Regions from separate parts of the Mus musculus genome. Here region 2 is linked to region 1. The links are chromatin contacts, called in public HiChIP or PLAC-seq maps. All regions are on one chromosome and are shown on one strand. Each heading gives the region's core, a stretch centred on a gene start, on an enhancer-like site or on the middle of the called end of the contact. The rest is flanking DNA. Distances are from core to core; before and after follow the strand shown.

Region 1 (3,682 bases), core at 573-3,072:
TTATAAGGGTTGTCTATGTACATAATTAAATCCTTCAGGCACTTTAAAACTCTGCAAAATAAATGGTTATGCAAGAATAGCCTGCTGAGAGAAGAAACGCTTGTATCAGCTTTAACCAGCTACCCTGTGTTCCGTCTTTCTGGGCTGGAATGAGAAAGCTATTAGAATCCTGGAGGACTGCGGGCCACATACAAATCATCTTTGTTACTCACACTTGGGGGGTACTTTATAGTGGCTGTCAAGACCAATACAAAACATGGTTTGTGTCTGAAAAAGTCAAGTGCCATTACTTAAGAAAGAAGATACTAGCTACCCAAGTCAGTGACCAACATCCAGGATGTTTACTGAGTTTCCTTGTTAGAGAGAGGTACAGGTTTATTATTGCGCCCGACTGAAGTAGACTGACATGCAGGTTTGCATTCTAGATTTGATGGGCCAGCAAAGGTTAATTACTTGCCGTGATCTATGTGGAGCAGGAATAAAGGAGATGAACCATATTTCGATTTCATCAACGTTCTTCGGGGAATATATAAAAGGATGCTATTATTATGTGTGGGTAGGGGTTGGTGCGAAGGGGCGGGGGCATTAAAAAGAAAGTTGTCTAATGAATGTAGCCAATAGAAAAGTCCAAGGTTTTTTTTCTCCCCCCTGGCCCCTCCAAGTTATGATAAATGATAGCACACGGGAAAGATAACCTAGCAGGAGAGTGGGATCGCCAAGGCCAAATACTAAAACTCCCAGCTGACGGGGCTCATACACTGCAGCCTCTGTTCATGTTTATTTTTTCTGCTCACTCTTGGTTTCGTCAATCAGTATGATAGACGATAAGTCCTGACTAGAGCGGCCCGCGTCCTGCTCTCTCACGGTGGGTAGCATGTTGTGGTTGGCGCCGCGCAGTCGGAGCATCGCCCGCACCCGGAGCAGCAAGGGATGAGGTTCGAGCAACTTCCAGCAGCCAACTCCTTGGAGAATACCAAACAGGAACGTTATCAGCAGAGAGTGGGGCTGCCAAGAAACTGACCACACATTAGTACCTTTGTTTGGGTAGAGTCTAAAGGGGCTGTAGCTCAGACTTGAGACACTTTCTGTTAAATCATCCCTGGTGTTAAGTGTTAAAAGAGAAGCTTGTTAAAAAAAAAAAAAAAAGAAAGAAAGAAAGAAAGAAAGAAAGAAAGAAAGAAAGAAAGAAAGAAAGAAAGAAAGAAAGAAAGAAAGAAAGAAAAGAAACCAGGGCTGATGGCCCCAGGCAGTCCTGTGACAAGACTCTTCCCAGTTAGAGACTGAATTTGTGGACTTCCTGAGCTGAGGTATATAAATGGACATCAATTTAAAGAAAAGGAAAGAAATCCTTTTTAGTCTCCTCTTTACTTGTAAATGCATCTTTACTTGTAAATGCACACTATCTGCAGCAAAACAGCATAAAAATTCCTGCAAAAAGAAGTCTGTGGGCACAGTGGGGGTTGGGGGCTGAAACACTTCTTAGGTCGCCAACAGCTCATCAGATAAATGGAATTTCCTGACTGCTATCCACAGATACTAATGTTGTTTATTTAATCCCTCAGAACTAACACTCTGCATTTCTTCCTAAATTGTTGGTTGTTTTTTGTTTTTTGTTTTTTCCCCTCTATTTCTCTATTTCAGACACTGGAAACTTTTAGAAACATTTTGATATCACTATTTTTTTTCTTAGTTCATTTTGTAGGAGCTTAGTGAGTATTTAAAAAAAAAAATCAAGAATGTCCTGACTTGATGCAGTGAAGGAGCCAAAGTGAAATTCTTTTGATATCTCGTGATGCAACCAGTGGCCAGACATTTCCTGTTCAGCGTTTCCCCCTGGGAATTCGGGTTTTCTTCCTTAAGAACACATGCACTGGACATCTCCAGCACTGCCCTGTCTGAAATTTCAAATGAGTGACCCACACCTTCCCTCCAAAGTGTTGCTTCACAGTAGGAAGGGAATGTAAACCGGACAGCTGGCTGCCTACACAGCTTTTCTTTGCTTCAGAAACTTTGTGGACTTGCTAGAGAGTGCTCCTTCCTACCTTCAGACTCGGTCCCTAAACAAGGCAAGCATTTTCTCATTCCGACTTCGCGTCCCTGGTGCAGTCCCTTGGAGCTGCTGATGTCTGTTAAGCTGAAACTCAACACGGGAATATTAGTTTTATTTCGGTTAATTATGTTACTAAGAGCTCATGAACCTTAAGATTTAGGGCTGGTCTGTTTCTAGTTAGGCTGCCAAGTTTTCGGCTTGATGGAGGGGGTCTGTTTCATTCTCCGTGGCCTCTGCACCTCCGTAACCCCTGACTTCCTCTTTTCCTGGATCGCAAGTTTACGTTCTCCCCTTCTGTGAGAAGATTGAATGCTTATTCAACTCTGAAATGACTATGGTCACAAAATATCAACAGTGATTTTTAATAGATCTGTGCCTATCAAAATATTGTTGCTGAATAACAGGGTAGAGGTAGTTGTGGCTGCTGATAGTAAGGAATCCGACTGTTAATAAAAAGCAGACAGGGGCTTGAAACAGTACTTCCAGAGTTGCAATTTAGACACTTTATATTACTTTATTTAGTGCAACACCTGCAGCTACTCACATTGCTGGTGGCTGAAATAATCCAGGTCCACACAGGGAGAGTATTAGAATTTCATTGTGCTATTTGTGCTTACTGTTTAAGCCCTCCTCATAGGGGAAAGCATTAGCTAAGTGTACAGTAGATAATAAAAAACGGGATTTGGCTCATCTGTGGCCCTTAAATCTGCCTAGTAAAAACCTCCCTTTGTAATTAGTATCTGACTTCCCTTGTACCTCTGCTGGGCACCTGGGGGTGGGCAGTGCCACAAGCTGCCACTTGTTAACGTTTAGTCAGTTGTCCCCACAGTTTGTGGATTTTATGATCAGGCCCTCTTCTGAGCCTTGGCCAGTGTGAACTTCCTAAGCTTTCTGCAGATGCTATAATGGATTTCGGATGGAAGATGATTGTACCTCAACAGGACAAAGAAGGTGCTTCACATTAAAGCAATAATACAAAGTCATTCTTCACCTTTAATTGACAGCCCAATTTAGATTTCAGAGGATGCTTTCTAGTGATGTTCTATTTTAATGTGAACTCCAAAGGGTTGATAAACATCAGTATATAGGTGTAAAGAGTTCAAATCAAAAAGTTTCCTCATCCAGGCCAGAGAGAGAGAGAGAGAGAGAGAGAGAGCGCACTTGAGGCTATTTCTCATTCCTGAAGAGGTACACAGTTCAGTGGATTCCTACCCCTCGACTTGAATTGCTCAGGGTCCACTGAGACAAGCCATACTGCTCTGCTTGTTTGGGGGTCAAAGAAGTAATCACTAAGGCCTTCCTTCAGAATATTTTTAAGCGTTTAGGGGAGATAAATAGCATGCGGAGATTTTATAATCATGATCCGAGTTTCCAGATAGCTGTCCCACTTCCTAAGCTCTGCTTGCTGAAGTTTATTTGGTCACTGAAACATTAAGCTTAAGCAGTCCTGTTCTTTCTACTTTATGAAAATGTAGACAGGAAATTATCAGCAAATTGCTCGTTTAGAATTAAAGGCAGGAAATGAACTTCAGTAGTTGAATTCTTGTTGTAAAAGCTTCTACCTAAAGTACAAATGAAGCCAGAAAACCATGGGTTTTTTTTTGTGTTGTTGTTGTTTTGTTTTTTGTTTTT
Region 2 (3,986 bases), core at 880-3,379, 360 kb before region 1:
TCCAGTCTCACTTCCTGAACTAAAATCGTTTTCGACATAAACATTCAAGAGGGTGGTGTATCATGCAGGTGGAGAGACACCACGATCAGGAGAGACTACCCACTAGCCTATGTAGTATTTATTTCAGCTTTTATGAAGGGAGGCTTTATTCAAGCCATGCAAGAATCCACCCGTTTCCCAGTAGTGAAGTACTACTTACTACACTGTTAAGTGGACTGCTGGGAGATGTGGAACCCCAGACCCTGTGCCTTCATTTCCGTGGTCAGGCCCAGGCTGGGAGAACATGCATAACGACTGTTAAAGATCAGACCCCTAATGGAATCAGAGATGTTAGAGGAGGATAGCAAATGATACAAACTAGGTTGAGAGTCACTAAGTAGTCCTGTTTAACAAGAGTCATCAAAGTTGAAGGCAGTCTGGAATGTGCAGTTTAAAAATAGTCAAGAAAGTACAAAGAAAAGAGGTGAGTGGGAAATACATGTGCACATACACACACACACACACACACACACACACACACACACACACACACACACACTGCTAGTGGATTCAAAGTGCATGTATGCTTGTACACGTACACTTGGGTTTTATGAGACCCAACATTCTTCTTCTCTGTAAAGATTTGTAGCTGTTTTCTGAGTAGGGGAGACAGTTCAGCAAGTAAACGGATTTCTGCCTAGCTTCATGACCTTACCTGGATGCCAGGGACCCACTTGGTGGAAGGAGAGAAAGGACTTCCACTAAGCTATCCTCTGACCTGCACACACGTGACATGAAATAGCTTGTGCATGCACATACTAAAATATAATGAAAATTTACTGGCCAGCTTCTTGTCTTGTTTTTAGAGAAAGAGATTAAGGGGCGAGTTGGGCACTGCCATGTTCTGTGCATCTAAACAAGGCAAATCACCATCCACCTGCCAAAAACTTAGTTCCATAAGAGTTGCCAACCTCAGTCCCTCCCTTCACAGGATGAGGATGTGTGCTGTCATTGGCGTGTCATTTCCATGTGCACCATCAATTCCAGGAATACTTGTTTCCTCAGTGAAGAGTGTAGAGTGCCCATTCCTTACTACGGAGTATGACACGTTTGAATAGAGGCACTGGGGCAGCTTCCTGGACAGCTATGGTCACGGTTACACACTTTCAATGTTATCTTTGTGGGTTTGAGGAGACTTGAGTGGTTCTGGGTCCCTGTAGGTGGATTGTCTGGGCTCACTCTCCAATCAGCAGGTGCTGACCATTTGGAGAATGGTTTGAGAGAACTGTTACCCCTCCATTCAGGGGTATGAAGAAGGGCTTCACCTGTAGTTCTCATTGTGACTTGACTCATGCCTGATGCTGCTTCCTTCCTTGTTTTAGGTGCCACATAGATGCAGAAGCAGTGTGCTTGATGTCAGGAGGTCTCCCCTTTCTTCTCTGTCTCCCCATTCTTCTCTCCTCCGACCCTTTCTCTCCCCCATTTCTCCCTCTCTTTCCTTATGTCCTCTCCTCCACACTTTGGGTATCAAACCCGGGACCTTGTACCTATTAGGCAAGTGCTGAATCATTGTGCTACATTCCCAGCTCTCTAACTTTCTTCTCATTCTTTACATCTCATCTTTGGCTCAGTGGAGAATTTCTTTCTGGGAGCAGAGCTGGCCTGGGAGGAGACAGTGAAGTAAGGAAGTTCTTGGCTCTGAATTACACACTGTTCTTCCCTCTAGTGACCATGACCTGGGGCAGTCGGAGCCCACAGGCTGTTCTCTTAAGCATCCTGTGATATGGTCTGAGAGTCCTCGAGGACATGGTTTCTTTTACTAGTGTTTGATCTTATCTTGAAAACTCCGGTGCCAGGGTAGTGCCAAGCACACAATAGGAGCTCATAAAAGACAAGTGATGGGGGTGATGAACCAGATTTACAAACTCTTGCCGTCTTGACGGTTTTATTCTGACCAAAAAAAAAAAAAAGTCTCAATAATAAGTGAGCTAATCTTTGCAGAAAGGCAGAGGTTGGAGTTATGGGATATGCTTATTACTAATTACAGCACCTGCTCTTACTTAGTCTGAAGTACCCTCTCTGCCCTGTGAGGCCCAAGCCATGTGGGACATTTGGTATGCAGAGTTCCGAGACCAGAAGTGACTAGAGTCTGACTCACTTCGTTTAAGGATGAAGTGACATCTGTTACTGTTGCTGTGACAGCTCATAACAGTCAATATGGATACAAAGGGCTGAAATTGTCATCCTTATTTTGTTTCCAGCATTTGTAGTGCTGGGACTCTGACCCAGGACCTTGGTATGCAAGGCATTTGCTCTGCCACTTGTCCACACCCCCAACTCAACAAATTGTCAACTTTTAAGCTTGGCACCTGATATCTCCCATTTAAAAACTTTGTTTAAATTTATCTACGTGTCAGTGAGTGTGCATGTATGTGCTTGCACTCATGTGCAGGGGTTGGTTCTCTTCTTCTACCATGTGGGTCCTGGGGATTGAACTCAGATCTTTAAGCTTGGCAGCAAGCACCCTCACTCATCAAGCCACCTCATCAGCCCGCTTACAGTTCTTAAGAAGGCTTCTGCTTCATCTCTTTGGATTTTGCCTTCCCTGGGAGGGAAGTGAAGCCTGGAGCTGACTGTATCACAGCAGAGCCCTAATGGAGTGAGCCAAGAGATGGGCAGGTTGAGGAGTTTCCCATTAAACAGCTCCCACTTAAGCATCTTTCTTTCCAGAAACACAGGTAAACAGATAAACCCAACTGTTTATCTGCTCTGCCTCCGTGCTCGCTGGCTGCTGGCACTTACTGCCTGTTATTGAAAGGTTTTACAAGAAGAGCTCTCTTTTAATGACTGACACTGAGACTGGGGTGTAGCTCAGCTGGAAGTGTGCTTGCCTAGTATACACATAACCCGTCTTCCACCCCCAGGGCTGTGTAAACCAGGAGAGATGGTGCATGCCTGTAATCTCAGTGCCAGCGAGATGGGGAATTTCAAGGTTATTGTTGGGTGTATATGAAGAGGTTAGCTCTTGGACTGTTAAGTACTTAAGAAATATCAGGTGAACTAAGTTTCAAGCCGGTGTTATCTTTCACACCAGCCTATTTCATCTGTTTCGATTCCTTTACAAGTTTGAATCACAATCTAGGAGAGTTATCATAGACTTTCTGATATGAAAGGGAATTTGGAGAGCATCTGATTCCCTGCCTGACTGTTGATTAGGAATTCAAGTCACAGAGAGGCGAAGTGGCTTCCCCAAGGTTACAAAGCTCACTAAAGTCAACTTCAAACCCCACATCTTTTCTTCTGTATTTGTATTTTTTATGTTGCTTTTTTATTTTTTGAAATGGCTCAAAATCACAACATTTTGCTTTTTTATCTCCATCTACTTTTTACAGAACAGGAAACAAAGACATTTCCTACAAATATTTAGATCCCAAGTCCTTATTGAATGCTTATCGTGGCTAGTACTGGCTTGCTTAGAATTGTCCATGTCACAGGCCTGGACCTTCACTCGCTCCACTAATCTGAAGCCTGGCTTCACCCAGATAAAAGCAATAATAGGTGCTATCTGCCTCTCATATTTTGCCCCCGCCGGGATATTTTGGCTGTGGTTATTTCCGGAGTCCATGGAGACAATCTTGGATGAATGACTTTTTAATCACAACTTTGCCACCAAAATAACTCCTTTTAAAAGTGTCCCAATGTGTTCAACAGACATGCATCAGACAGCATCAGGAAAAGTGGGAGCAGGCAGCATGATTAGATGAGGAAAAAGAAAAAGAGCAGAAAGATTTAGCCAGGAGCAAGCATTTGGCAAAGAGGAGTTCCCAAGTCCTCATCCCAAGGCAATCACCAGAGGAGCAAAGAACCTTCCGAGGGCCTTTTGAAAAGGCAGAACTACAAAGGGAGTGAGGTGTAGGTTCTCAGGGAGAGGAAACAGAAACCAGTGTGCTCACCATATACGGGCATAATGGGTTGGGTGTTTGGGCGTTGGAAGCCCTGGGCTGCAA

The links. HiChIP or PLAC-seq counts read pairs in DNA pulled down with a chosen protein or histone mark.
Region 2: a FOXA1 HiChIP or PLAC-seq map of pancreatic cancer cells shows a contact between it and region 1. The contact joins two enhancer-like sites. A contact is called at or near these places in 1 of 484 Hi-C or Micro-C datasets (nephron progenitors) and 2 of 115 datasets of contacts at active chromatin or transcription factors (kidney and pancreatic cancer cells).

Annotation. Positions count from the first base shown.
Region 1 is chr3:30,103,856-30,107,537 of GRCm38.p6, reverse strand. The region is part of intron 2 of Mecom (MDS1 and EVI1 complex locus); the gene reads left to right. Among named protein-coding and RNA genes, the nearest start is that of Mecomos, 86 kb to the right of the region's middle. Within about 2 kb of position 1,822, at least 82 of the 459 cell types and tissues checked have an H3K27ac peak or open chromatin away from gene starts, as enhancers often do. A contact at or near this core is called in pancreatic cancer cells, where this site is marked.
Region 2 is chr3:30,466,389-30,470,374 of GRCm38.p6, reverse strand. All of the region lies in intron 1 of Mecom (MDS1 and EVI1 complex locus), which reads left to right. Among named protein-coding and RNA genes, the nearest start is that of Mecom, 41 kb to the left of the region's middle. Within about 2 kb of position 2,129, at least 21 of the 459 cell types and tissues checked have an H3K27ac peak or open chromatin away from gene starts, as enhancers often do. A contact at or near this core is called in pancreatic cancer cells, where this site is marked.